5 separate regions of the Mus musculus genome follow, and all the other regions are linked to region 4. The links are chromatin contacts, called in public Hi-C, HiChIP or PLAC-seq and promoter capture Hi-C maps. All regions are on one chromosome and are shown on one strand. Each heading gives the region's core, a stretch centred on a gene start, on an enhancer-like site or on the middle of the called end of the contact. The rest is flanking DNA. Distances are from core to core; before and after follow the strand shown. Region 1 has its middle 71 kb from the start of 1700003I22Rik. Region 2 has its middle 22 kb from the start of 1700003I22Rik. Region 3 holds the start of Spats2l (spermatogenesis associated, serine-rich 2-like). Region 4 holds the start of 9130024F11Rik (RIKEN cDNA 9130024F11 gene). Region 5 has its middle 180 kb from the start of 1700003I22Rik.

Region 1 (6,033 bases), core at 2,433-4,932, 880 kb after region 4:
TACCTCTCCTGGGCATATATCCAGAAGATGCCCCAACTGGTAAGAAGGACACATGCTCCACTATGTTCATAGCAGCCTTATTTATAATAGCCAGAAGCTGGAAGGAACCCAGATGCCCCTCAACAGAGGAATGGATACAGAAGATGTGGTACATCTACACAATGGAGTACTACTCAGCTATTAAAAAGAATGAATTTATGAAATTCCTGGCCAAATGGATGGACCTGGAGGGCATCATCCTGAGTGAGGTAACACATTCACAAAGGAACTCACACAATATGTACTCACTGATAAGTGGATATTAGCCCAAAACCTAAGATACCCAAGATATAAGATACAATTTCCTAAACACATGAAACTCAAGAAAAATGAAGACTGAAGTGTGAACACTATGCCCCTCCTTAGAAGTGGGAGCAAAACACCCTTGGAAGGAGTTACAGAGACAAAGTTTGGAGTTGAGATAAAAGGATGGACCATGTAGACACTACCATATCCGGGGATCCATCCCATAATCAGCTTCCAAATGCTGACACCATTGCATACACTAGCAAGATTATGCTGAAAGGACCCTGATATAGCTGTCTCTTGTCAGAGTATGCCTGGGCCTAGCAAACATAGAAGTGGATGCTCACAGTCGGCTATTGGATGGATCACATGGCCCCCAATGAAGGAGCTAGAGAAAGTACCAAAGAAGCTAAAGGGATCTGCAACCCTATAGGTGGAACAACATTATGAACTAACCAGTACCCCGGAGCTCTTGACTCTAGCTGCATATGCATCAAAAGATGGCCTAGTCGGCCATCACTGGAAAGAGAGGCCCATTGGACACGCAAACTTTATATGCCCCAGTACAGGGGAACGCCAGGGCCATAAAAGGGGAGTGGGTGGGTAGGGGAGAGGGGGTGGGTGGCTATGGGGGACTTTTGGTATAGCATTGCAAATGTAAATGAGCGAAATACCTAATAAAAAATGGAAAAAAAAAAAAAAGAAAAAAAAAAAAAAAAAAAAAAGATGGCCTAGTCGGCCATCACTGGAAAGAGAGGCCCATTGGACTTGCAAACTTTATATGCCCCAGTACAGGGGAACGCCAGGGCCAAAAAAAATGGGAGTGGGTGGGTAGGGGAGTGAGGGGGGAGGGTATGGGGGACTTTTGGGATAGCATTGGAAATGTAATTGAGGAAAATACGTAATAAATAAATAAATAAATGAATAAATAAAAAAAAAAAATAAAGTTTGTCTGTGAGATATCAAGGGAAAACTTTGCAAAGTAAAGCTAAAACAGCGCCCTGGGGAATTAGGTCAGGAGAACCAATTGTTGTATATTTTTCTTGGGTGGAGGAGTGGGTGGGAGAGTGTGTGGGGGACTTTTGGAATAGCATTGGAGATGCAAATGAAATAAATACCCAATAAAATAAATAAATTAAATAAATAAATAAATAAATAAATAAATAAGATAAAGGCATGAAAGCCAGAACACAATTATTAGAGGAAAATGTTATCTGGCCAAATGATGTCTTTACTCATACTCAAGGTAAAGTGCAAAGACTAGCCATTCGTTGGCTTGCAGTTTCTAATATTGAGTCAATGACTCACTCTCTGCTCTTATATTTAAACTTTTCATTTTAGGCCAAGACAAAACATGATGGTTGTAGTGGCTATTCCTGGTTGTCAACTTGACAATATTTGGAATGAACTACAATCCGGAATTGGAAGGCTCATCAGTGACCCTTATCTGGAGGCTTGGAGATCCTTATCTGTATCTTGGTTTGAAGATCTTGAGCCATAGTGGCTATGGATTCCAGAAGATTGAATCTCCGAGTTTAAGGAACACACCTTTAATCTGGGCTATGCCTTTCATCTGGAATTAAAGGTGTGGTGGAACACACCTTTAATCTGGGCTACACCTTCTGCTGGAGACAATATAAGGACATTGGAAGAAGGGAGTCTAGCTCTTGCTCTTGCTCCTTCGCCTGCTTGCTGCGTGAGACTGAGTAACTGCTAGATCCTTGGACTTCCATTCACAGCTGCGACTGAACAATTGTTGGGAATTGGGCTGCCGACTGTAAGTAATCAATAAATTCCTTTACTATCTAGAGACTATCCATAAGTTCTGTGACTCTAGAGAACCCTGACTAATACAATGGTTATTTATAAATTTCTACATGGAATAGCATACACTATGAGAGGAGAGAATATACTGACTACTTTCCCCTTTCCCACATTCCACATGATCTATAAAGGACTTAATACACATCCACTCATAAAATATGTTACACACAAATAAAATATTAGACTGATACCTAAACCACACAACAATCCAACAAAGAAAGAGACTTTCAGACCAATTTCCTTTATGAATATCGATGCAAAACTACTCAATAAGATTCTCATAAACAGAATCCAAGAACACATCATCAGTCTAGTGTGCAGACAGATGACTCTTACACCACCCCTCAATGTTTTTAACGATTCACAAATGCCTTGAAGAAATTGCACAACAATCATGATTGCTTGCTGCCTCCATGCACCCCAACTCTCAAAAGTGTGACCTTAGCCATGACAGTGGGTCTTTGCCTATACCTCTTCCCAGCTGAGCCAGAGAAGGAACCCTTTCACTGACTTCTCGTTAGAGGAACTGTTGTGAATGATGTTTATGGGGCCCAAACTGTGATTTCTGCAAACCCAATCTGCTTGTATGAAGATAGTAGGAATAAACACTCTTTTTGAGCTGCTTGGAGATACTTTAGCTTCCTGGCCTAGTATTGCAACATTGGGCATGATACTATATTCCCCTTCTTGCCTCCTTTTGATATCCATCATTAGTTGAGTAGGCTGAGATAGTAAACTGAAGAAGTAATGCAAGAGATGAGGGCAGGACTCTGGTGGTATAGACATGGGAATGGCTGCAATGCTGTTGAAAAAGTAGACAGCATTATCCATAAATAAAGCAGGGACTCATGAGAGAAGGTAGCAGCAGAGACAGACTTAGTTAAAGAGTCATGGCAACAGCCAGTAATAGGAATAGCTAATAGGACAATAGCAAAGGCTGGTGACAAATGAGGTTGTAGCTAGCAGTGGCAGCCATTGCAGCAACCATAGCAACGAGAAGCCATATTATGTTTTGGAGTTCAGTCATTTCAGGGGTGGGAAAAAGTAAGGAAGCCCAGAACACCTAACTTAAAAACGTAGAAGCTTGCTAGTTGCTGAACAACTTGTAGAGAGTGATGTCAGGAATTAAGGGCCAAGAAAGTCTCAGACATCTAAGCCCAAGAGCTGTAACAGAAGCCATGCTCAATGGCTGGAAAAATCCCAACACATAGGTCTGGTGATAGAAATTCTAGCCAATAGCAAGGGCTGGGAATCCCAGTTTTCCTAGATTGACACTAAAGTCATAAGGCAGGTTACCGTGTAGCTCAGGGTCCCAGTACCCCAGTGTTGCACAAGACCTGTTACAGTGCTACCTGCCACAGGGATAAGGGTCACCCTGCTGTTCTAGGCTGTCTGCCCATGCTGTCCACTGATGGTTGAAGTCAAGTGTTACAAAAGCTGCTAAGGATCTGAGCTAGAAGAGCTTCTCCTCACCCACCCGTGACCTCATTGTGATAGAACACAGGATCCCGGCCAGCAGACTAGTACTAGTAGCACTGTCCTCATTTTGAGGCCACTCCCAGGAACTCAGCCTTCCGGTCTGGGTCTGCTCCTTCATGTGGGAGCAGAAGCAGCTGAAGGGGAAGCAGCAATGGCAAGGCTCAGAACACACCCACACAATTGCTTCCCTGCTCCTGAACATCAGCTGTTGAGCGGGGGAATGAAGCCAGAATTATCACCAGCTGTTTCCCAAGCTGTTTTGGCAGCAATTCATAAAAGAATAGACTCCCCAGGCATATTCTTGAGTAATGTTACCAAAGCAGAAGCACTGTCTCCAGAAATATACAATACAGAAAAGAGACAAGTGGGCTCCACTTTTTACCTTCCAATCTGCATGCCACTCTCTACCAAACTCCTAATCTAGGATTTATGTTAGTCACCAACACTTGAACTGCCTTCTTTTGCTTTCTCTGTGAATTTTGATGCCTCCTCTTTCTTATTAACTAAATCCAACTAGAACTGGTTTTGACATGTCATGCTGGATCTAGGAGCAAGGAGTCAGACAATTAAAGCAGCTGGAATTTTTTTTCCATTGTAGCTTTGGTTAATTACTACACCATAATTTACTTTGAAGGTTATCAGAGAGAAGTTCTCCCAAACAGTAAATGGTAGGTCAGATTTCAGAATTATCTGTTCCCTAAAATTGGTTCCCTATATGTAGCTTAGAGAAAATAAGAGAGGAGATTCAGCCTGTGATACAAATGATAGCTGAAGTTTCTTACTAGAGCCAATGAAAACAAGAAATGGAGTTGATGATGATGTTTTAAGTATGTGCACACATCTACACACATTGCTACCTACATTGTACCTCAGAATTTGTACAGACTTGGTAGAAAGTCCCTTAAGATCATAGCAAAAATAATTATTGTTCATTGGACAGAATATGAGTTCATTTAGAAACATGTCACATGGACTCTTACAACAAAGAATATTTGGAAATGAGCTGTGTTTAACAAGGAAGAAAGTCGAGTAAAATTTCCATACCAAAAGTTTATTGAGAAGTCAGAGCTAAAGGAAATGCTACTTACTCTCATTTTCCTTTGAGGGTTTTTCCAAAAACACTCAAGATATCTCACATGTTTCAGTGCATGACTGCTTTCTTGCCAAATCTAACTTGAAACATTATATTCTAAATATACATGTCACATAATCATGAATATCCTTTCCTTACTTGAATGAGGTCTGGCCAAACATTTTCCTGGCAGTTGTTATAACTATAAGAATACACTAGGATATTATGAAGCCAGCCAAAAATTAGTAGGCTAACTGCCATGTAAGAATATGAAGATATTTATTTGATCAATATTAACAGGCTTTATGAGACAGTCAGTATAGCATAGACATTAATTTTCTAGCATTTTTCAATCTTCTTACTGATAGAAAAAGAAAGAAAACTTCAGTCTGGCAAAGTACCACTATAAAGTTAATTAATCTCTTTATTTTATCTAATAAGGAAGAAGAAATCTCAACATGTAAAAATAAAAAGGAAAAGTACATTCATATTCAGTAGCAACACATTAGGGTTTCATTAAACAAACAAAAAATATCTGTTCTCCTCTGACTATGTCACTTACCTCAGGATGGTGATGTTCTTCACATGAATGCCATTTATTCCTGTCAGGTGCCTTACTGTACCAGCTCTGACCTCCACTCTACGGCTCAATCCACGCTCCATGAACTCACATCCCTTCCTTACTCTCAAGAAGGACAGAAAGAGTTAAGTCTATGCATGGTGTAGCAATGGGCTACAGTTTTTTCTTTTGTAAACTGCCATTTATCAGACTGAAAAAAAATGCCTCTTTTTTTTTCTCTTAGAATTTTTCCCTCATCATGAATGGATATTAAATTTTGTCAGAAGATTTTTTTCTGCATCAACTGAAATGATCATATGTTTCTTTTCTTTCAGTCTGTCAGCAGAGTGAATTCAGCAGATTGTGTTGATTCATTTTCAAAAGTTAATACAATCTTGTATATTTAGGGTAAGTCCTACCTGGCCATGTATTATAGGCTATGCTGTTGAGTCAGGTTTAGTATTTTCCATTGATGTTCACAGGGATACTGGCCCATGGTTTCTTTATGACACAGGTGTCTCTTTAGCTTGGTTATTAGGGTACAGCTTGTCTTGTGAAATCAGGTGGAAGCTCTTTCCACTTTGTATTGGTAAAATTCTGCTGCCAGATAAGGTACAAAAACTGTGGGTAAGATTATACTCCTGCTGAGTCTTAAGCTCCGGATACTGCACGGCTTTAATCAGAGATACCGCAAGGCTCTTCCCCTCTCCATTCTTTACTGCTTCTCTGCTCTGCTTTCCTCTTTTGGTGGCATTTGTTTCTACAGTCTCTGCTGCTTTACTCTTTTCTCTTCAGCAGCTTTCCCCTTCCCATT
Region 2 (5,493 bases), core at 1,684-4,183, 970 kb after region 4:
ATTCTATCAGGACTGCAGAAGAAAATTTTGTGAAGAAACTATTTTTTCTTTTAAAAATTTTTATATAATTTGTTTTTATTGTTTTTTTTTATTTGTTTAGGAGAAAATGGGGTGTTTAACTCACAATTGCACATAACAGTTTGTTATCAAAATCAGTGAGGGTAGAAACTCAAGAAGGGCAAGAACCTGGAAGCAGAATGTAATTAAAGGCTATGGATGGGTGCAGATTACTGGCTTGCTCTCCATGGCTTGTTCAGCTTGCCTTTTAAAAATTATTATTAATAATTCATTTACTTATTTACCTTACTCCAGATGACAGCTTCCACCATCCTCTTCACCCAGTCCCCCTTTTCCCCTTCTCTCCCCTCCCCATCTCCTACTTCCTTTCTCCTCAGAAATGGAGAGGTCTCCCATGGATAGCCAACCTCCTTGGCATATCAAAGTGCAGCAGGACTAGCCTTATATTCTGTTGATAAGGCAGCCCAGTTAGGGGAAATGCATCCAAAGGCAAGCAACGAAGTCAGACACAGCTCCTGCTCTAGTTGCTATGAGTGCCCCATGAAAATCAAGCTGCAATCTGTTACACATGAGTAGAGGGTCTAGGTCACTCCATGGATACTCTATGGTTGGCGGTTCTATGAGTCTCTTCTTGTGGTGTCCTTAACCTCTCTGGCTAATTCAATCTTTTCTCTGATACAAGACTCCCTGGGCTCCACCTAATATTTGACTGTGAATCTCTGCATTTGTTTCTATCAATTTCTAGGTGAAAGCTTTCAGAGGACAGCCATGCATATTATCTCTGCTGCCCCAATTCCTCAAAATCCTTCCCTTCCTCCCTAAGGACTCCATCATTTGTCATTGTTCTTGTTCTTCTTTTTGTTTTATTGTGAAGCTCATATTTTAAGAGCCTAGTTATAGGAGAAAATATTCTCTTTAAATAAATCACTGTTGTTATCAAGGAGGCTGCACATGCAATGAAGAGATATTTGTCTTCCATGCAATAATGAGTTCATAACATAACTGTAAAAAATTGAAAAAAAACGTATTTGAGCAAATTATGCTACAAGCAAACATAAAAAAATTATCTCTCACGGAAATAATATAAGGAGGGAAGCTTAAATGTTTCGCTGTATGTGGGACTGGAACCCTGTAGCATTGCATGGCATCCTCCTGTGGTAAACTGTCTCCTGCCATCTCTTTTCTTTCTCTGTTTTTTTCCCCCATACCACAGTTGCAGGACTTCTGGCAAGGGAGCAATTCAGTAGGAAGCAATGTCAGACCACTCCTTGGAACCACGAAAACAACCTGGTGGCTGGTTGAATTCCGTCATTAACTTGTCAGTTCAGGTTTATATAAGGCAAAGTGGCTTGAGAAAGTGAACTATATTTTTGGCTAGCATAGTTAATTCAACCAAAATGGTCTAAATGTCTCAATCTACTCAGATTGTGTTTCCTCTCATGGGTTTCACTTCATATTTATTTTGCTATAATATTTTATGCATATTATATAAAAATGTCATGGAGAAAATACTGAAACAATTCTTCCCTGATAAATGTAAGAACTAGAGTAAGACTGTGTAGAGTTTGCTTATGTGCCTAACATCTATTGGTTAGGTGTTACCAACAAATTAATTCTATTTCTTCATCCCAACTTTGGGAGTTACTGTGGATTGCCTATCCAATGACACTCATCTTTCTCCCTTACTGAATGTGTCCCGTTTTTGTTGAAACATGTAAACATTTGGCTCACCAGAGTGACCTGTTCGCTAGTTTAGAACTAGCTGTATACTTCTGTTTTTCTGGAATGGTTAATGGAAATACAGCTACACTTACCCAGCTGCTGACTAATGAGCCATAAACGGGCATCTGATGCATCTAAGCTAATATTTCAGAAGTCTTCACTTTGTGTTTCATGTACAGAGAGACACCCTACAGAAACACTTCATAATGATTTAGAGCACCATTGGGTAAAGACGGAAGTAGAGAGCCACCCAATAAATCATTGGACTGGTAAGTTAAGAACCACAGAAGTACTTGCTGTTATCCTTTATCCACCTCTTAAGATGAGTTTCTTATATTTAAGGGTGATGTAATTACACCAAAACACAGGCAAACAAAATCATCCTAGCAATTACAATGCCATTTAAACAAAATAAATAAAAATTAAGCATTTTCAGATTTTTTTTTCACTTTGCATAGAAATAAGCAGCCTGGAAATAATTTGATAGTTAATCCCAATGATGTACAAGAAGACATTATTGCCTTCACAACAACAAAAACACAACCTATTATATATAGCCATATTATTTGAACGGATTGAGGCAGGCCTTCCAAAGTCTTGACTTTATTTCTAGCAGTCGTTTTAAGATGTGCAGTTCACTTTGACGTACGCACATGAGGATGCTCACCCTATTAAACACTGCGAAGGAGTATAAGAGAACACAATCTTCATAGTTTTGTCTTAGAAAAGTTGGTTCTACGGTAGGAATATTTACACAGCAATTTAGCCTGTATCTCAACCCTATCAAGGAGTGTCGCCCTGTTCAGATTCATTTGCAATATCAGGCACAGGTGTTCTTTGAAGCTTATAAATCATGGCCCAGTCCTTTTAAAATAACTTCTGGAAAACTTAAGAAGCAGAGAGTGTGAACCGGCCTATGCTCAGGAGGCGGCCATGTTCATTATATTTACTATTATGACATATTCGATTATTTTCTCCCAGTGCCCCAAAGGCATACACTTTTCCAAAAAGGAAATACAGTTCTCTCTGTTTGGCTCACATAATCCAGACCTGCAGTGTCAGTGCCTGGAACAAATTACTGTTTATATTAGAAACTTAGTTTAATAAATTAGGTCTGGTCTATGAACTGTCAAAGTCCTTATAGTCTGCAATTCATATAGAACAGATGCCTTCTCCGAAACTCTGAGCTAGAAGTGGCCGACATGATTGCTTCCTCCCTGCCATTACTACATTCCGTAGGTTTAGTTATCTACTGCCCACAGAGAATTTAAAACAATTTAAAAGGGCATCTGGAATAAAGCACTCAAAGCGAAAAATGTCTTTCCATACACAGTAACTTTCTGTTTGGGTCAGAGAATTATTCAATAATTGGCACTTGTTTAAATAGACCATTCAAGATCAGCTTGGTTTTCCAATCACAGATTAAGTTACAGGACTATTTACCCCAAACTCACTTAGCAAGTCCTAGTTCCCAGCATATTTGTGGCATTGCTGTGATTAACAGAGTCGCTAATTTTTGTGTAAGATACAAACACATCTTTCAAAAGTGTTGTAAATAATTCACTAATTTTCCCACAGATTGTTTATAAATTATGAATTTTACTTTACTTGCCCTAGTTTAGAAAATATAGCGGTAAAACGGGGAAGCTAAAAGCAGTAATTTTATCTTATGAATTTATACAATTTAAATTTCATGAGAAAGCTGGGCTCTTCATCTTTTATGCTCCGTTCTTCACAAGCATCTCTCCACGAGTTGGCCCAAGAAGCCTGAGCATGCCACTAATGCTGTCTCCACCTCTTACCTTGACCGTACTCAGCACAGGAACAGTTGTTGCATAAAAAGTTAATAATGATGCCCGTCTACAAAGATTAGGTAATAAGGCTCAGGAATGATGCATCCGCTCACATCAACGCTTACAAATTCAACCATAGAGACACTTCCAAACTCCTTTTCTTTGTTTCAAAAAGCAATATTGAAAAACACTTTCTTTTAAGTTTGGTGGTCAACAAACCCTCAACTCTGGAATTTCTATGCAAAAGATTCACTGTAAAAGAGAAAGCTGTCTTTACTCAGATCTTTAAAACAAGACAAGGATGTGATCAGAGGTGTTGACATTTCATTTATATCCAGTAATATGCTGACATTTCAATAACGGAAAAGCTAATCTTAGTATGAAAAGAAATTGTTTCCTTACAATAACAATTAAAAAAAATCTGCCTAGCAATTTTTTTAAACATATGATACACCTAAAAGCTTCTATGGTGAATCCTCCAAGTTGTTTTCAATGTAAAAATATTCTCTACAGTACAACGAGACAGGTAAACCATCACTGTTGCCTTTGACTATGTAATCTTATTTTAAATTTCACTCTTGTTCTTTGATCTTTCAAATGATTATAGTTTTCCGGGAGTGAAAATAACTTAAACTTACTAGACTTTTTAATATCTTTACAGCCAAACTGCTACAATTCTCACTTTGCTAATCTGTAATTCTCACAGAAGAGCTGGCAAGGATGCCAGGCCTTCAGCAAGGACCCTGCAGTGAAATCACTTCAAACTTCCTCTATTTTAATTTCAAATGATAGATTCTGTATATAAACCACGCACACACACACACACACACACACACACACACACACAGAATCAAATCCATTGACATGTACCTGAGCTGTTAACATTTCTTCCTGATGCTCTTGGGCTGAAGACATTCATGCATCTCAGAAGTGCCAGTTTACCATGGAACCCAAAGGATATCAGTTCCTTGTTCCCTTCTTATGGCTCCTTTCTCGGGATCTTTGGGTGACTTGTTTTGGGATAGCCTGGCTGAGTAGGATATAGCTTTTCTGAGCCCATTACGTTCGATGTTGACTATACTTTTCCAGTGGAGTCTCCTGAGAGGCTTTGTAAAGACAATGCGACATCTCAGCTCTGTTATGTTCTTTGTTCCCGTGGAGCCAGGGTAGTGCTGGGAACTTGTACATATCTTCCTGGCAATTCTGACATGGCCAAGAGTCAGAACTCCAGGACCCCTGCTCTTTGTGGCATAGTTTAAGACTCCAAAAGATTAGAATTATAGTTCCAGATTTGTCATCTTCCTTCTACAGTCTCAGTTTCTCCTCTAAAATCAGTTGACAAATGTATTTGAATATTCAGAGAATAAACTGAAATTTAGTAAGTAAAACTCTATCTCATGAAAACCCAACTGTTCAGGACCCTTAAGGAACCAGATTAAGGCTCCTGCACTCCAGTTTAAATAGAAATAAACCAATCATAAGAACACATGGCCATTAATTTTTTAATATATAGGAAGAGAAAGCACCCTTAATAAAAGACAGAACAAACAGTACAAGCCATTTAGATTTGTCTAAGAAATCTCAAGATATAAATATAAATAAATTTAAATATAACAAAATTAATTATCTTTCTAAAACCAAATGAATTGGAAGAATGTAGAAATTAATATATGTCACATATGTAAACTATATTGAGATACCATCCATTTCCCCTAAAAGGTTCACCCTGTCTCCCATCACATTTTTAACTGTTTATTTAAAAACCCACATCAATGAGCATTTGAGAAAGTAGACACTCTTGCTGCTGAGGCTGATAAAAGTAGTTAGCCTGCAGCTCTTGGAGGCAAACTGTAAATATGTGGTAGAGCATTGAATGGTCCGTTCCTTGTGGCACAACTGTTTTACATTTGATTATATGAAGATTTGCAGGATAAGATTGTTAGTATTACCAATACTAATA
Region 3 (5,585 bases), core at 1,118-3,617, 800 kb before region 4:
GTGAGAGTGGTGGCAGCAGCCTAAAATTTGCCATAAGCAACTTCTACTTTTTCCATTTTATCAAAACCGGATCTGACACTTGGTATCCTGACTTATCTCCTAAGATGTTGACTGTAGTTCTGTAAAGATCCTCCAGGGGAGACCACCTTTGCCCTTCCAAAAAAAAAAAAAAAAAAAAAAAAAAAAAAAAACACCCAGCCATGAAGGAACACCCACTGTTAGCAATGGTACTAGCCTCTGATTGTAGACTAAAAATGAGGCATTTCTAAGGCTTAGCTGCCGTTTCCAAGTAGAGGTGACCTACGTGGCAGCGCTTCACTGGCTGCCATGCTGTGCCCTAAGTGTTTGTTCCTTTGATCACCTCTTCCCACAATGGCCACTTGAAATTAGTTCGAGCAGAGAAACTAGCAATTGACCACTTTGGTGGGGGGCTCCTCACAACAAAACAGACACAAAAGAAGCCCTGGCCATTTTGCCTGACTAAATTAGCACACTACCTAAATTGATTCCTAGGCACTCATTTAATATTTCAGAAATTAAAGAACAAAAATTGCCAATTAATACACCCCTTTCCCAGATGTTCAGTGTTTTCCCCTTCATCTCTTAAATATTCTCTGCATTCAAGTTAATTGTATTTTTATGCAAATTCCCCCTTGGAGCTAGTCGTGTGTGTGTGTGTGTGTGTGTGTGTGTGTGTGTGTGTGTGTGTGTGTGTGTGTTTAAAGCCATACGGAATCTGACATGATTTCTGTTCTGTTGCTCTACAGAAAAAGGTTTTTAACCCAGCTTGAGTTTATTTCAAAACTCTAATTAGAGACTAAAGTAGTATTTGCCTTGTCCAAATAGAAAATCATTCCCAAAGTTGATTTTTTTTGTTCCTGGTTAAAAAACCAACAAACATCAGATATACAGATTTTTTAAAGCATTACAGTTCCTTGATAAGACTGTCTCCCATCTTCCCAGAACAGTGCTTTCTGGTTAAGTAACACAATTTCATAAGGCTCATAAAATATTTTATCCAGAAGGCAACTTTTTAAAGAGTTCTTTCAAAATATTTTTTTCTACTACTTGAATAGTCTTTTTCTATTTCTGACTTCCTGTCCTTTCTTTTCTCTGCCATACTGCACATTTGCTTACTCTCTGGAAACAGAGTCTGAGTAGCAATGAATGCTCCTCTAAAACAAAATTGAATGACGGTATAAAGACCGCACGACCTTACTCTATCTCTGCACAAATTCTAAAATTTCCGTGTCCCTCTCCCCTTTAAAATCTTCGGGGCTGCAAAGGGGTCAGATACTTTAGTATTTTAAATAAGCAAGTGAAATATTACATGTGTTTTATGGAAGGAAAGGACGGCGCTGTGGTTGAAGTTCAAGGGTTTTTCGCTAGTCTCACACTATAGAGATTGTGCTGCACTCAAAGCAAAATGCTGTCTACAAAGAATCTTTAATGAGTGTGTCAGGTCTCCACAACCTTGGCACCTGCTAAAAACCAGGACTGCTGTGAGCCGAAAACCCATCAAGTTCACAAATGCCGACCCTACTGCGCACTGGAAGGCTCCACTCGCAAGGAGGAAGGAAAGGATGGGAGGTTTCCGTCGCATTCCCGTCCAGGTGAAGGCTGGATCCTTCACCCCGGTGTCCGCAGTAAACACGGAACTCCCAGCAGAGCGCCAGAAGCTCTGCTATCTCCCCAGATGCGCAAAACTCAAGTTGTCTCCGCGACTCAGAAACGACCCTCGCTCCGGGCTGCAGTCCGCGGCGCCCGCGGGCTCCGGGGGGCTTTTCTGCCCAGACCCTGCAATGACATCGCTCGGTCCGGCGGCCTGGGCGCCCCCTCCCGCCTGCCCTGCGCGCCCTCGACGCGCGCACGCGAACGCTGGGACCCGATCCCGCCGGTGCCGAGGGGTGCGGGGCGCTCGGGACCTGCGGCCCCGCTCCGGGCAGGCAGATCGGCGGCGCGGAGCTGGAGCGCAGGGGGGCGCCCGCGTGGAGCAGGGCAGGCCGAGTCCGCGATCGGTTCCGCCGCTGTCCCCACCACCCGCCGGGGGAAGGCAAGGACCGCGACCTCCGCGTCCGGTCGGCCAAGCTCGGGCCACACCCAGTGCCCCGGGAGGCGGCCTTCGGGCGCTCGGCTGGTCGATCGCCCCCACCCTGGCCACGCAGGCCCTGGTGAGCCGCCCGACCCGGGGACCCGGGCTTACCTCGTTGCGAGCGCGGCTGCTCTGTCCCGGGCCGGGGCGCGGCGCTGGCGGCCCCTGCAGCGCGGAGAGCGAGCTGAGGGAAAGCGGCGGTAGGGCCGCTGGGCCGCTGGGCAGGCTGGATTCCTTCACTGCCTCAACTCCGCGCCGCCAGCCCCACGCAGGGACACTCCCGCCCGCGCAGCCGCCCCCTCCCGGCGGCCGCCCGCCCCTCCGTGTCACTCACCAGGAGCACACACCCCGCCGGCGCCCCTCGCTCGGGCTTGCACACACGCCGCCGATCACGCCTCCCTGGGTTTTGTATCCGCTCACACGCACGTTCTGACACGGATCCTGTCCCTCCACACGCCCTCCCTAGCTCCTTTCCCACCCTACTTTCTAGAAGAATCCCCCATACAGCTTCAGCACTTCATTGGCTTGCCCCGCACCAACCTTCTCCCCTTCCCCTCCAAACCTCCACCTACCCTAAACTGCCCACTACTGTCCAAACACTGGGTACTACCCGCGTGAGGAGCAAGAGAATCGCTCTTCCCTACCCAGGAAAACGAACTTTGCTGCCCCAGCACCGTCTGCAAAGGCGAGATGCTTCTCCGGACAGAAGGTAGTAATGCTTTCTGGGAGTGAGCCAAGCTCAAATGTAAACAAAGATAGCTTATTCGGAAAAGCCGCGGAAAATCAGGCCCTGGGATGAGCTCTGGGGGCTCAGCCCGACCTTTGAAATCAGACTGAGCTGAAGTGTTTTGGCTCCTCGTCTTCACTCCGGGTCTCACGCGGGCATCTAATCGTGCGTGATCACCCACTGAGCTGCCCTGAGCTACCCAGTGGCAGCGGCTGGTGATGTTTCTGCCTGGGAGTGCAGTAGTTGGGAGAGGAAAGGCAAGCATTATTCATGATGGACGCACTTTAGATCGCACACCTCTTCCAGAGGCAGCAGAGGGAAATGCAGGCTGCTCTCAGGTTTATTTTTGAAGGGTAACTTCCTAGCCGCCCTTTCTCTGAGCAGTAACTGTTCCTTGGGTGAGTGGGGTGGGGGGCTTCCTGGCTCTCAGCCCTCTACAAATATCAAATCAGTCGGTTTCGCCTCTCAAGCTCAGAACAGCGGAATTGTATTCCATTTAAGGGAGTCGTTATTTGAAACGAATTACACTTTCAGGTAACATTCGGATCTACAATACATCATAGCCCAGTTGACAAAGGTCACTCTGATTAAAAGAAGAGATGAAAGGAAATAACTCATTTTCTTACCTGACTGGGAGTTTTCTCCCACCCCATAGGCTGGATTGGTGAATGAGTGTGCTTTATTTAGTATCTGATCCAACCCTTCAGATAAACTCAGTGGGTAGGTATGTTTTTTTTTCGCTTATTTGCAAATAAAGAAAGGAGACAAAAAGTTAAATAGCTTGTCTAAGTTTTCAACTAGTAACTAGAGGAAGAATTTGAACCCAGTCTGGCCCAACCTTTGTGCAGACGGAAAAGCCAGCTTCTGTACAAGTCAAGGACAAATGCCACCCTATTGCTTATTGAATTTGAAAGAATTAATTAGTAACTTGGAATGATTCAACTTGGAGTGTGGTGCACATTTCAGGGCTTCTTGCAAAGTAAGTCGTTTAAGTTTTGAGCGAAGGTTCCCCCATGACTAGAATTCCAAAAACAAGTAATAAATTATCGTTTCCCTCAGGATGGGCTTTGGAAATAACATTGAACTCTGGCTTCATTCCTTTCTTCTACCACTTCATAACCTTCCTGGGACTCCAAATCCAACTTGCTTACTGAAGTCTGACAGAAAAAATGCTTTCAAGACCAGAGGGATGAAAGGGTTTTCAGAAGCCAGGCCTGGCCTTTTCATATTTGAGGGTGGCTTTCCAGTAAGTCATACCTATAATAATAACTGCTTTGTGGGCCAAGAGCAGAGAAGTCAAAACGTGGGACTGATGTAAAAACAGAGTAACAGTTACCGAAGGACAAACCTGACTCCAGCTCATCTCCAGGGCGTGGTGGCCCTGCCCAGAAAGGGCAACGGTCTGAAAACCCAAAGGAAACAATGCTATCTTTCAGGAGTTAGACCCGGCGTAGCAAGAGAAATCAGACTGCTGAACGTCTTATTGAGAGTTTCAAATCAAACTCAGACCTTTGATTGCTCAAAGTAATTTGGTTTGAAAAAAAGTAAAACCTTAAGGTTTAAAGCACTTGCTGAAATATCAGTAAAAGCGTCTTGCACATCAAATAACTAACAAGACAGCGTTTTGATGAGTCAAGAGTAAACAATCTTTAAAATCATATAAAATAGATCTGTACTAATATTACCCGGAAAGGTAAAAACCCAAAGAAATGGAATGTGAAAAAACAGCAACAACAAAACAAAACAAAAACAAAAACCAATTTGTGTTTTTAAGTAGATGTTGGAGAATTGTTTGAAAAAAGTACATTGTATGAAATGATAACCAAGAGTTTATGCCAGTATGATTCTCTTCAGAATTATTTTGCAAGATTATACTCATTTTACTGTTTGATTAACTAGATTTAAAAACTAGAGATCCCTTTTGTAGCAAACAAATGGCACAGCAGCAAATGTCTAAATATATAAGGGCAAAGTGTGTTGGTTTGTATTTCCTCATGTTTAAAATCTCAAAGTGATATTTTAAACCTGCAGCTACCGCTTTCTGCCATGTTGTCTCCTCCACTCTCAACCCCGTGTGCTTCCTGTAAGCATGGGGGTCAGTAAAGCTGACTGAACAGTATTGATTTCCGTCAAATGCCACATTCCTAGCTTTTCAATCCCCATTGTGCTAGATTTCCGAATCTGTAGGTGTGGGTCATTCAGAGCAAGGAACACCTTCAGGAAAGCTGGCTTAAGGCTTTCATCAGTTGCACACTGTCCCTTTGAATGTCAATATCTGCGTGAGTGGTATAGACAGGGAGTGAAGTAGTTGCTAGGTTCCAGGGCACCAGGCAGCATTTGGCTAGATGGGACTGCCTACCACAAAGAGATCACAGACTTTGACTGGGTATAGTCACTGCGTGGGATCCAGGTTATCTCCCTCAGGGAGGTGATGGACAAACTGCACCTGTTTGCAGATATTCCAGCTCTTTAACTGATGGGATTTCACCCCTTCGTTTGACTGGATTATGGCCCTGCAACTTGCTTCAGGCAATGGTGTGGATGAGAGTGATTGGAGGTAGAACTGTGGAGAGAGTTCACAGATCTCCATGTTATCTCTTTCCAGTACTGAGAACAGTGAGGTACATAGAGATGGCAGCTCCATCAGACAGGAGCCAGTGACAACACTGAGCAGTACCACATCTGTGGTCGTTAGTGGACACATACCACAAGTAAGGAATAGAACTTGTTCGGAGTCACTGGGTCTGGGCCCTTTGCTTCTTCATT
Region 4 (5,390 bases), core at 1,877-4,376:
ACACTTTATAAAATATTAACCGATTAAACAATACTGCCGTGTTGTTTATAAGAGTTGTAGCTGAAGTTCATAATTATACTGTTGACACACGCCAGTGAGGTTAGCGAAGAGATCCTTAGCAAAACGCAAATGACGATTTTCCGACAGTGATTTTTATAAAATAGCTAATTAATGACAGGATAGAATCGTTCCAACCATCGCATCATCAGATATAATAATAGTGACGAATCAGACAAAAAAGATCCCCACTAAACGATTTGCATTTTTTTCCAGAAGTCCTCAAGTCCTAATATCATCAATTCTTCTTAGTTCGTGGACATTGGGCCGGAGGTGGATTCTGTAGTTCCAACACCAAGGTAAGAAAGAAAACGGGGTGGGAGGGGGGGGTTTAATACAGTTAGTATATAAATAAAATATATGCATTTCCAATTTAAAAAGCAGGCTTAGTTTGACAGCGATAGCTAAGTTTTTGAAACACCCCTTTTCATTTCGATATGCTATAACATTGTTCTTTTTTAAAGTTTGTAAATCAAACTTACAGTTTCTTTCTTTCATTGCTTTAAAAAAAAAAAAAAAAAACCAAAAACCAAAAAACAACCTTTCAGCTACCTTCAAGGGCTGATTTTACTTGAGCCACTTTGCTTTCACGGGCTTGGAATTTTCTTTAGCCCCTTTGGCTGGGCATGTTCGTGGGAGCACGGAATTTGGGGGAAGAAAAAAACAGGGAAAAGAAAAAGGCTTCCTAAAACTGCGGTGGCTCTCTGGAGGATTACTACCCTGCCAGGCTCGACTCGGCTCGGCAGGGCTCCCCTTGCCGCCTGGGGCTTCTGGTGAAGTTGGTGGGCGGCTCCTTTGAGTGGGACTCACCGAGGTCTGGGCACCGAGATTTAGGCCAGGGACAGGTTTCGTTTCGGGGACCCTCTTTCTTTTAGAAGCCCTTAGGCTTCCCTGGCCGTGGGTTTGCGACTCTTGGGGCGTTGTGGGGTCAAGGGGGTAGGCTACCAAGCAAGTGGACAGCAGCCCAGTCTCCAGCGCTACTCTCAGATTCAATCTCCACTGGCCCAGCTCAAGGCCAGGATTTAGAGAATTGCCTCGAGCGCGTTTCCCGAAACCGAATTTAGTTTGGCCCTCTGGCGCCGCCGTACAGTCAATACTTCTTAAGGGGGACTAGTGGCTCAGGCAACCGGTGGAAGCCGAGTCCTTGGGGTCCTGGGGAACTGGAGGGAAAGCCCCGGTGCACAGAAGGGACAAGAGATGCCGCCGGCTCAAGGGGCATCTCTGGCCGGAAGGCCGGAGAGGACTGGTTCATATTTTCTCCTTTGAGGTTCCAGGGGCTGACAGAAGCCGGACGCGGCAGGCACCTCGCCGGGGCCGCGGCCCCTGCCCACGTGCTATTTTTTTTTTTTTTTTAAGGAGGTCCGCGCCCATGCCGAATGGCCAAGACAAAAGCGCGGCCGGCAGCGGGGTTTTGGCGGGCAGTCACCGCGCCACCTTAAACAAGTAAAGCTGCGCGAGCCGAAAGGCTAGGGCCGCGGGAGTCCGCAAAAGTTTGTGGCTCCTAAGCCTTAGAAGGACCAGCTAGGGACTCATCGGCGCGGCCTCGCTCGGGGCGGAGAGGCTAGGTCCCCACGGCTCAGCTCTGCTCGCGCCGAACTCGGTCCTCAGCCGCTGAGGGTCTTCGGGAGCCCCAGTGCTGCAACCCGAGGGGCGCGCAGCTTCAGCGCCCCGGCCGGCACAGTGTTCTGGCCTCCGGGCAGCTCGGGCTGCGCCGCTCGCAACGTAGCCCGCGTGGCGAGAGTGGCAGGGATGCAGCCTGCCTTGTGCCCACGGAGCAACCCTTTCTCCAGTGCCGGACCCACAGCCAGCCGGACGGGCGGAGTCTCGCTCCAGGCGTTCGGGACACCCGGGCTATTGTTCCGGACCCGCGGCCGCACGGGATTTGAGGGAGAAGTGGCCTTCCCCAAACGCGGCCGGGAGCGCTTCGGGCCGGGCCGGTCGGCTCCGAGCAGATGGGGAGCTCGCTCGCACCGAGAAAAGTTGCTCCGAGGGGCGGAGGCGGTGGGTGGTGGGCGGAGGCGGTGGGTGGGGGAGGCGATCGCCCTCCTATCTCCAAAGTCGAAAGTACTCGGCGGCGCAATTAACAGAGCCCGGAGACGAGGCAGCCTCTGCCGCCTCCCGAGCGCCAGCCTGCGCCTCTGCGGCGAGCCGCGACACGGAGCGCCCGCCTAGTCGCCGCAGCCTGCGCGCCGGGACGAGTGCGCCTAGGGGCTGGGCGAGGCGGCTGCGCCCTGGACTTGCTACAAGGAGGAGGACCAGACCCTGGGCCCTGGCGTTCGTCAGCGCTTAGACGCACCCATTCGTCGGCCGTGGCCACCGCCTCGCGCCACACTCAGTCCTCAGCCATCCGTCCTTCGTCGCCCGGTGCATGAGGTCCTTGCCACCCCGCTCCCACCTCCGACTCCCCCCTTCCTCCTTTTTCCCTGACTCCCACCCCCTCGCCTATCCCTGTGCCTCCTCCGCAGCCCGGCTCCTTGGGTCGCCGTGCTCACAGCGATTGATTGATTGATGTTTAATTTCCTGCCAGGCGGGGCCCCCCTCCCCCCGCAACCTCCCCAGCCCTCCTCCCCGCCCCCCACTCCCCTCCTTCATTGCGGTGGACCAGTCTGGCTTGGGTTTAGATCCGTCCCCCCCATTCCCATCCCGAAATAACCCAGAGACATCCCCTACCCCCACCCCAAATTATTATTTTGAAGGCGCTAGATCTGGGGACCGAAAGGGGGAGGGGGAGAAATCGGAAACCGAGGACAACCCAAAAGGACTCACTTTGCCTGATGACTCAACGCAACTAATAATCATCTCCCTCTCAGTGTCTTTCTCTCTGCGGCTTGTCAGTGAGTCCGGCTCTGGCTTCTGGCAGAGGCAGCCGCGAGGGGAGAGGTTGGAGGTGACAGCTTGTGCGGCCGCCGCGTTTTCTCTTGCGCGCGGTCCGGGGTCTCCGCACCTTCCCCGCTCTTGGTGGCAACGTCCCCGCGACTCTGGCCGCGCCTCCTCTGGAGCTAGCGGCTGTAGGAGCCAGCAGCCGCCGCAGCCTCCCAGTCCTCAGCCCTTTCTCTCCAGAACCGGTCTTCTACCCGAAGGTGTGAAAGGCTCTTTCAGCCCCCTCTCCCCCCCCCCTCCTCCGCCGTCCCCTCCCCCGCTCGCTCTGGTGCCCCTTTGGAGGAGTCCTCCTTTCCCTCTCCTCCTCCTCCCTCACTGCCCCCCGCCCCCATCATCATAACAACCATCTCCGAACCAGAAGAAGACACCCTGACCCAGGACCTTAAACGCTAGGACCGGGGAAGAGGAAAAGGAAAGGGGAAGGAGGAAAGAGAAAGGAAGACTAGGACAACACTACAATTCACCAAAAACTTTCCACCCTGGATTCTCTACTTTTGCTCCATGGACAGAGCCCCAGCCAGCCAAGTTTCAGACAGACCGTGAGCAGTAAGTACGCTGGGCGAGGGCTCCCACGCGGCGCCTGTAGTTCGGGAAGCCCTGGGCGCGCTAAGTTCCCCGGCTGTTCTGGGGCTCTGGCTCTCACGCGCGCTTAGGCGAAGCCGGGAAGTGCGGTGGAGCCTTCACTGGCAACCCCTCCGAGCACTCCCTACATCTTTCGCATTCTTCTTAACTCCTCTCTGTCCCCCACCACCACCTCGTCTGGACTCGTGGCGACTAGGCTTCTCCCGCGTCCAAAGCGCTCTTAGAGGATTCTCAGAGCCCCTGGTGTATTAGGGGTTCCTTTCATGGGTTTCAGTGACAATGTGGGCGCCGTTTCATCAGGTGTTTTCCCTTCTTCCGGGTCACTCCTCCAAAATTGAAGAGTATGGAGCACTGCTCGCCTAGGGACCTCGAGAAAAACTTTCCAGATTTAGAAATTAGGATTAATGAAGCCTGCTCCTGTACCTAAGAATCAAGATTTCTTTCTCTTATGTTGTACGCTTAATGGCTTAAAAAACAACAACCACATCCAGGATACGATGAAGATAAGAATGCTCCCAAATAATAATTGTGATCCTGGGATGGAGGGTAGCCTTTCCAAATCTCAGAGTGTTTTGGGATGCTCGCTCACGTGAAATTATAGTTAATTTTTTTGTGTGCAAAGGTGTGTGTTTGTGTACACAAGTGTACTTGGTCCATAAAGGTAAAAGGTGGGGATTCCATGGATCCATTGATCCAGCTTGGCCATCCACAGCGCATTTATCAAGCAATTAATTTGCTTAAGGACCCGTGTAAGTCCTTGCTCCCTCCCTGGCCTGGTGGGACCTCTCGCCCATAAGTACGCTCCTTTCAAAACCCTGACACCCCAAGTGGGGCTTATGGTGGTGGTGGCTCTTTATCAAAGAGAGGATAATGCCAGCGCTGCCCGCAATGAATGGGGTACTGCTTAAAGGCTTCGAGGTCCGACTCTGTCCACACAACTGAGGGCTAACTCTTGGGACCTGAGACAGAGCAGGTCTTAGTACCTCAAGTTCTGGGCAGCTTTGGGACCTCCAGTGTTTGTTTGGTTGGGACTTGCTTTCCCGGGACCCTTCGGTACCCTTCTGCAGCGTGGGAGGAAGTTTGTGTGGCTGCGGTGCAGTGCTCTGCCACTGGCCTGATCGTCTATCACGTGTGTGAGCGGTTTTCCCTCTTTTTTTTTTCCCTCCCCCTTTCCTCCCCTCCGCCCCCTCCCTAGGTCCCTGCGCGTTTTATTGCGACCTGCCGGTGGGAACTTTGTCTCCAAATCGGAGCAGCATGGAGCGGCGGAGCGAGAGCCCGTGTCTTCGGGACAGCCCCGACCGAAGAAGCGGCAGCCCCGACGTCAAGGGGCCTCCCCCGGTGAAGGTGGCCCGGCTGGAGCAGAACGGCAGCCCCATGGGAGCCCGCGGGAGGCCCAACGGCGCCGTGGCCAAGGCCGTGGGAGGTAACAGCCCGGAGCTGGGAGGTGCGCGCAGCGGAGGCCCAGTGATAATGGCCTGGGTGTCAGGGTTCAGGTTGATTAGGCGCTGTTTCGGTGTAGGATTACAGGAAGTCAAATCCAGGTTGCCAAATAGTGCCCTAGTTGCCTCTCCGCAACTGGTAGTAGCTTCATCTCGAGTTAAAACAAGAAAGTGGTTTACCCAGAGGGTGGCATTTTTTGGGCACTTTGCCACTCTGTGCTGAGGTGTTGGCAGGTCTGTGTCACAGCCAGCTAACTGTTTCTAGATTTTCCTAGAGAGCTCTTTAGTGTTTTAACTCCTTTGCCTTGCCTCGGATCTGTTTTAGGGCTGAAGCTTGTATGCCTTGGTTGTAGTGGGACAGAGACCTAGGATCTGGCTAGAGTCGAAGCAGTGACTCTGGTGTTCTTCTGTAGCTGGGACAGGGTTGAGACA
Region 5 (6,223 bases), core at 2,652-5,151, 770 kb after region 4:
TCTCTCTTTCTCTCTCTCCCTCTGTGTGTGTGTGTGTGTCTGTCTGTCTGTCTCTCTCTCTCTCTGTGTGTCTGTCTGTCTCTGTGTGTGTGTATGTCTGTCTCTGTCTGTCTGTCTCTGTCTCTCTTTGTGTGTGTGTGTCTATCTGTCTGTGTGTCTGTCTCTGTCTATCTCTGTCTGTCTCTGTCTCTGTCTCTGTCTCCCTCTCTCTCTCTCTCGCACACACACACACACACACACACACACACACAGACATTTTAAATCTAGGTCACATACATACGAGAAAAACATGCTGTATTGTCAGTCTGGTTTATTGTTATTATTATTATTATTATTATTATTATTATACATAATGGTTTCTAATTCTATCTTCCTGAAAATCTAATTACTCAGTTTTTATTTATAGATGCACAAATTTTAATTTTTGATCACATTTTTTATTCATTCATCTGTGTATACACATCTGAGATGTTTCCTGGCTATTGTGAATATCAATAAATACAGATGTGCATCTCAATGAAATGTTGACCTATTTATCAGTGTGCACCCAAAAAACTGTGTCAGGTGGCAATGGTATCTTTTTTTTAGTTTATTTGATTAACCATTTTATTGATACCCATAGTGTCTCCATGAATTTACACTCTGACCAGCAGTGAATAAGTGTTTCCAATTCACCAAATCCATACTAACATTTGTTATGTTTTCTTGGTTGCCTTTCTTGATTGACTTAAAGACAACCTCAGAGCAGTTTTAACATGTATTTTCATGGTTCCAAAGAGTGTCCAATACTTTTTGAAGTATTTATTGACATTTATATTTCTCCATTTGAGAACTGATTAGTCAGTTTATTAGCCCACTTAATTATTGGATAATTTGTGGGGCTTGTTTTGTTTGTTCATTTGTTGTGTTTTTTGGGGGGAGGTAAATTTTTGTAGTTCTTTACACACCCATGAAATGAATTTCCTGCCGTAAATGTACTTGGTGAAGACTCTTCCCCATTCTGCATGCTGTCACTTCACTTTGGTCAATGTTTCCTCCTGACTTCTCTGCTTAGTGCTAAGATTACAGGGGAATGCCAGGGCCAGGAAGCAGGAGTGGGTAGGTTGGGGAGCAGGGCAGGGGGAGGATATAGGGGACTTTCAGGATAGCATTTGAAATGTAAATGAAGAAAATATCTAATCAAAACAAACAAACAAATAAAGTGGTGAAAAAAAAAAAGAAAAACAAAGTAAAAAGATTACAGATGTTTGCCAACCTGCTGGGAATGAACCTATGGCATACTGGACAAGCCATCCACGAGCTGAGCAAAATCAGAGACCAGTTTGCTCTAATTTAGCTGACACTTTGCATCTATGTTAATCAGGAAGGTTGGCGTACAGTTTTACTTTTGACTGAGTTCTTATCTGCTTTTGATAGAAGGGTAATTCTAGCTTTGTGTCCTGAGCTTGGAAGTGTCCTCTCCTTCTGTCTTATGAAGCAGTTTGAGGAGCATTGGCTTTGGTTCTTTACGTGTTGGGCTTAGTTTGCCATAGGATCCATTTTCCCTCAAAAGATTCTTTTCACTGCTTCAATAGCACTGATTAATTACCACGAATCTTCATAAATAGTGCTATTTTTGATTTTGCTAAGTCACATGTTTCTAGGAATCCATCTATTTATTTCTTCTGTAATATGAATTTTTAAATACTCCCTAATAATTCTTTATTTTTCACTGTAATCTGTAGTAGCCTTCCTCTTTTCATGTCTAATTTTATTAATTTAGGTTTTATGTCTATTTGCTTTATTTAGTTTGGTTAGGAGGTTGTCATTATTATTTATTCTTCCAAAGAACCTAATATTTATTTGATGGATTCTACTCTTTAATCTCTATTTTATTAAATTCTGCATTACATTTTTTGACACCTGCAGCCTGGGAGTCTGGGCTTATCCTGGTTCTCTAAGACCTTGGGGTGATTGATCGATACTTATTGAGATTTTTCTGTTGTTGTTGTTGTTTTTTGTTTGTTTGTTTGTTTGTTTGTTTGTTTTTGAGACAGGATTTCTCTGTGTAGCTCCGGCTGTCCTGGAACTCACTTTGTAGACCAGGCTGGCCTCAAACTCAGAAATCTGCTTGCCTCTGCCTCCCGAGTGCTGGGATTAAAGGTGTGTGCCACCACGCCCGGCTTGATTTATTTTAATGTAACCATTTATAACTGTAAACTTTCTATTTCAAACTGCCTTCGCAGTGCCCAAAGACTCTGATAAGTTTTGTTTGCAATATTCAAGAGAAATTTGCAAAGCTCACTATTGTTATTCAGTTTTTTCTACATATTTTTATTATGTTCACAATATGGTTCACAATAGATTTTTTTTATTATTCAATACAAAGATGTTTGTATGTTTGTAAAGGTAACATTATATTGTGAAAATCAAGTTTTTGAAAACACTACATACTCTGACTTCCTGCAACCCAGTGTAAGTTCAACTCCATTCTGTTTTTTTATATCATCTTAGATTTCATTAAGTTTTTGTTAAAGTTGATTATGACTAATATAATTGCTGTTACAACCCATATCTATTTCCCAAGACAATTTGTAAAATACTGAACTTCATACTTTAGCTGTTTTTATTTTCCAATAACAAGAAGTGAAATCTATTAGCTGTGAAATTTCTAGGCAGTGGTAAGAGCAATATTGTTCAACTCAGAGCAAGAATACAGCAACATTTTTATTAGGCAAATATAAACCTCTCAAATTTAAATGGGCTCTAAGCCAGCTCTGTTCCCATGATGCAAAGTCAGATGAGGCATCTGAGGGGCACGTTAGCCTCTGAAACACACCTGTATTAACCAGCAAGCTAACACCGTGGTGAAGCCAAACCTTCCACATGGCCCTGTGCATATTCATGTTTTGTCAAATATTTCAATTTATGTGTGGACTTAAAAATAATGAAATATGGACCACTTTATTTTACAGACATTTCTCCTATCTAACACCGTCTGTTTAGACTTAACATACTTATTTTGAGAACACATACTTCCATTTCCTCTCTACGATGAAATAAAAAATTGCCCTGTATTAGGTAAGAAGCTGAGGGTAGAGCACCAGTAATATAATCCCATCCTTCTGGTTAATGTCATAACTCACATTTCACTATTCGCTCTAAATTCTGCGTAAATCCAATTCCTGAAAAGAATAGAAACAACTGGTCTTTAAAACCAAAGGCAGTTTCCATTTCTTTGATTGAATTTTTATGTGAGACAAATTCTCAAGTCCAAAGGCTTAGGTTCTAATTGTAAAGTCAATACCAAAGGACCTCCACTTTATTCTCCCAATACTTGGACTTGAAGAACAACTTGTTAGAGTTTGCATTTATGCAATCAAAACTTGGAGTTGTATCATTTAGCCATGAAGATCTTACAATAGTGAATCAAGGAATCTGTAGGAGAGCAACAATACCAGTCACTATCGCACAAATACTATCAGGGAAGAATTTTGGTAAGATAAAGGTAGAAGAAAAGCTAGTGCTTTTCATTTGGAAGATAAGACTGCTCCATTGAACATTATCTTTCAAGTTAAGTCCTTGCAGGACTTATCTGTTTGTAACTGTGACAATTGACAGTTTCTATTTCCCACTTGAAAGCTGTGAGAAACATAGCGATGATAATGGTGATTATTAATTCAGGTTATTTCTGCTTTGAAGCTGTCTTTGGGTCTCAGTAGTGTACTATGTTCCTTGTAAAGGGAAAACCAAAATTACTTTATTAAGTGACCCTTGAAAATTTCCCCAAATCCCCATTTGGTTTGGATTTCCCGTAATCTATTCTCGGATGATAATGGAGCAGAGGAAAGCATATGGTCCTAATAGATATTCAGACCAGATGTTAGCTGTCTAATACATATCCTATTCCTGCGTGGCTGGGCAGAAGAGTCTATATGAGAAGATGCGGAAGTCATTAGCTAGCTACGGTGTGCATTCCACTATTCTCCCCAGTTTACAAAAGCCAAGATTCCCAGACTGCAACCCCTCCAGTTCTGTCGCTCTGAATTTCTGGACAATGTTAACAGCATTCAACTTGTTGCATATACACATAGAGCAGGAGGGAAAGAGACACACCTGAGATCAGATCCCAGGACAGATTGAAAACAGACAGGCTGAGAGCCAGTTCAGTGCTTATCCACATGTCCCATCACGGCACAGAGCATACAAAACCTCTGCAAGGAGTTAAGTCTTCCCTCCTCAGCTATACCTAAGGTTTATTCCAGGGATGCTTTTAAATCTGGTGACCGATCACAGACTTAGACCAAAACAGGGGCACAGTACACGTCAATGGAACAAATGAACAGAAGTAAAGTCATGGAGACATCTTTGCATACCATTGCTCAAAATGGAATTGGACAGTGCTACTTTGTCAAAGTCAGTCTAGGTAAAATGCTGCCATATGTATGCACCTTTAGTTCATTGAAATTAGTTATGGTTCTGTTATTAAAATACACATGACCCCTTGGTTTCTGCAAGCACTCAATGAATACCATTACTGCAGAGAGTGTGTTTTAGTTAACATGTAAAACATAGCAGTGCAATTATTTTTCAACAGTGAACTTCAAGGTGTCATTACCACCAACTATCACAGGATGGAATAACAAGATTTGATAACCAAGTATTGGATCTGTGGGTGATTATAAACAGTCTTTCTTTTTAGCTCTTGAATGAGCATGGAATGAAACACTTTACACAGGGGTAATTATGAAAAGAGAGAAAAATATGGTGTGAATTTGAAAGTCTTCTCTTTCCACATAGAGAAAGACAACATTGCCCTTTATAGGCCAATTGGGAAGACTTCTTAATGAGAAGTATGGTTTGAAAGATAAATACTGCATGTTATTGTTTTAATCCTTAAAATCTGTTTTCACTAATTGATCATCACTGGCAATTGAAACTTTCAGTGATAAATATAGTTATGATGCTCCTGGATTCTGTTGCAATAAAAATCTGGTTCTTGAAACAATTTTTAATCATCATTAGCTACAAAGAAATAGCAAAAGACATGGGACATGACCTTCCTAACAATTGTGCACACACCCAATTCTGATAAGCTGAAAATACTAGTTCCATAGGATGTTTGTGCATGGATAAGTGTGTGTGCACAGTTGCGTGTCAGTGAGTGTGCATGTGTGTGAGTGTGTGTGCAGGTGGAGGCATCAGAAGTTTTTATGTGTTTGTATGTGAGTGAATAGTTGTATGTTGTGTGTCAGTGTGTGTGTGTGTGTGTGTGTGTGTGTGTGTACATGTATGTGTTTGTGCTTGCATAAATATACAGAACAGAGGCCAGAAGTTGGAGTCAGAATTACTCTGTAGTTATCCTCTATCTTCCTATTTGATACAGTAATTCTCAATAAACCTGGATCTCCTTGATTCAGCTAGACTGCCTTGTCTGCAAACTCTAGGGATCTATCTATGCCTTCCTATTCAGCACAGGGGTTAGAAACAGAAACAGCTATGGCTTGCTGTTGCCAGGGTACTAGGACTCAAACCCAGGGCCTCGTGCTCATACGACAAACAAGTCACTGAGTTAACCTTCTCCTCAGCCTCCATGTTGTCATTTTCACAGAATCCTCTCCTCTAATCACACAGGGAATTTTGGCTTTGTCATTTGGTTCAATGAGATACCTGACCAAATTAAACAGGGCAACATACCATTCCTTCTGGTTCTAATCAGCTAATCATAACTGGTTCTATGTAGGATTCCAGAATTTCCTGGGAGTTACACCATTAACTGCAATTTGGATGGGTATGCTTAGGAAACAAGATAATGATACATCTTCAAGAGAATGAAGCCCAGAAAACATCCTGGACACGAAGGCATTCTCAGCTAAGATGAAGAATTCAAGCTTCACATTCATACATTTCTTCCATAAGACTTAAAATTTTCTGGCAAGGACTTCAGAGGGTTGAGCTAGAGTTAGGAACTTGGCTCTCTCAGAGGATGGGAAAGACAAATGAGCTAGTTCATTTGACTTTTTAGGTGTGATTTGCAGTATTTGTGGAGTGGTATTGGTGGAGGGGCAGGATGCTGAGAAACAAATACAAATGTGCAATATGAAAAGAAATTATACATAAGCCAATGTGGTACACCACAAGTGACACATTAAAAAAAGTCAATGCTAATAATTATCCCACCAATAGAGGCCAAGAGGCCATAGAAAGAGAAAGATGAAAGGCTAAGAGTTAATGTCATCAGCAG

Evidence for each region. Promoter capture Hi-C pulls out the DNA fragments that hold promoters and counts their contacts. Hi-C and Micro-C count contacts between places; a contact is called where the count stands out from the background. HiChIP or PLAC-seq counts read pairs in DNA pulled down with a chosen protein or histone mark.
Region 1: a contact with region 4 is called in a promoter capture Hi-C map of hippocampal neurons, with 5 times the contacts expected there. The contact joins the enhancer-like site here to the promoter of 9130024F11Rik in region 4. A contact is called at or near these places in 3 of 39 promoter capture datasets (embryonic stem cells, hippocampal neurons and liver), 2 of 484 Hi-C or Micro-C datasets (both in cerebral cortex), 2 of 115 datasets of contacts at active chromatin or transcription factors (embryonic forebrain and embryonic hindbrain) and 1 of 9 other capture datasets (embryonic stem cells).
Region 2: a contact with region 4 is called in a promoter capture Hi-C map of second pharyngeal arch cranial neural crest. The contact joins the enhancer-like site here to the promoter of 9130024F11Rik in region 4. A contact is called at or near these places in 6 of 39 promoter capture datasets (cranial neural crest, embryonic stem cells, frontonasal cranial neural crest and 3 more), 14 of 115 datasets of contacts at active chromatin or transcription factors (bone marrow-derived macrophages, craniofacial prominence, embryonic basal ganglia and 11 more) and 2 of 9 other capture datasets (embryonic stem cells and macrophages).
Region 3: a contact with region 4 is called in a Hi-C map of embryonic stem cells, with 5 times the contacts expected there. The contact joins the promoter of Spats2l here to the promoter of 9130024F11Rik in region 4. A contact is called at or near these places in 6 of 484 Hi-C or Micro-C datasets (all in embryonic stem cells) and 2 of 115 datasets of contacts at active chromatin or transcription factors (both in embryonic stem cells).
Region 5: a contact with region 4 is called in an H3K4me3 HiChIP or PLAC-seq map of neural tube, with 6 times the contacts expected there. The contact joins the enhancer-like site here to the promoter of 9130024F11Rik in region 4. A contact is called at or near these places in 10 of 39 promoter capture datasets (the 3T3-L1 cell line, the C10 cell line, cranial neural crest and 6 more), 1 of 484 Hi-C or Micro-C datasets (cerebral cortex), 10 of 115 datasets of contacts at active chromatin or transcription factors (astrocytes, craniofacial prominence, embryonic forebrain and 6 more) and 2 of 9 other capture datasets (adipose tissue and embryonic stem cells).

What each region holds. Positions count from the first base shown.
Region 1 is chr1:56,087,335-56,093,367 of GRCm38.p6, reverse strand. No RefSeq gene overlaps it. Among named protein-coding and RNA genes, the nearest start is that of 1700003I22Rik, 71 kb to the right of the region's middle. Within about 2 kb of position 3,682, at least 31 of the 459 cell types and tissues checked have an H3K27ac peak or open chromatin away from gene starts, as enhancers often do. A contact at or near this core is called in cerebral cortex and hippocampal neurons, where this site is marked.
Region 2 is chr1:55,994,636-56,000,128 of GRCm38.p6, reverse strand. No RefSeq gene overlaps it. Among named protein-coding and RNA genes, the nearest start is that of 1700003I22Rik, 22 kb to the left of the region's middle. Within about 2 kb of position 2,933, at least 2 of the 459 cell types and tissues checked have an H3K27ac peak or open chromatin away from gene starts, as enhancers often do. A contact at or near this core is called in embryonic limb bud and second pharyngeal arch cranial neural crest, where this site is marked.
Region 3 is chr1:57,771,643-57,777,227 of GRCm38.p6, reverse strand. Spats2l (spermatogenesis associated, serine-rich 2-like) reads right to left here and starts at 2,367. Exons shown (of 14, transcript NM_144882.4): 1 at 2,204-2,367.
Region 4 is chr1:56,969,205-56,974,594 of GRCm38.p6, reverse strand. It overlaps 9130024F11Rik (RIKEN cDNA 9130024F11 gene), which reads right to left and starts at 3,126. Exons shown (of 2, transcript NR_024326.1): 1 at 2,824-3,126; 2 at 1-337. It overlaps Satb2 (special AT-rich sequence binding protein 2), which reads left to right and starts at 3,261. Exons shown (of 11, transcript NM_139146.2): 1 at 3,261-3,483; 2 at 4,715-4,942. The coding sequence starts at 4,774.
Region 5 is chr1:56,198,974-56,205,196 of GRCm38.p6, reverse strand. No RefSeq gene overlaps it. Among named protein-coding and RNA genes, the nearest start is that of 1700003I22Rik, 180 kb to the right of the region's middle. Within about 2 kb of position 3,901, at least 4 of the 459 cell types and tissues checked have an H3K27ac peak or open chromatin away from gene starts, as enhancers often do. A contact at or near this core is called in craniofacial prominence, neural tube and second pharyngeal arch cranial neural crest, where this site is marked.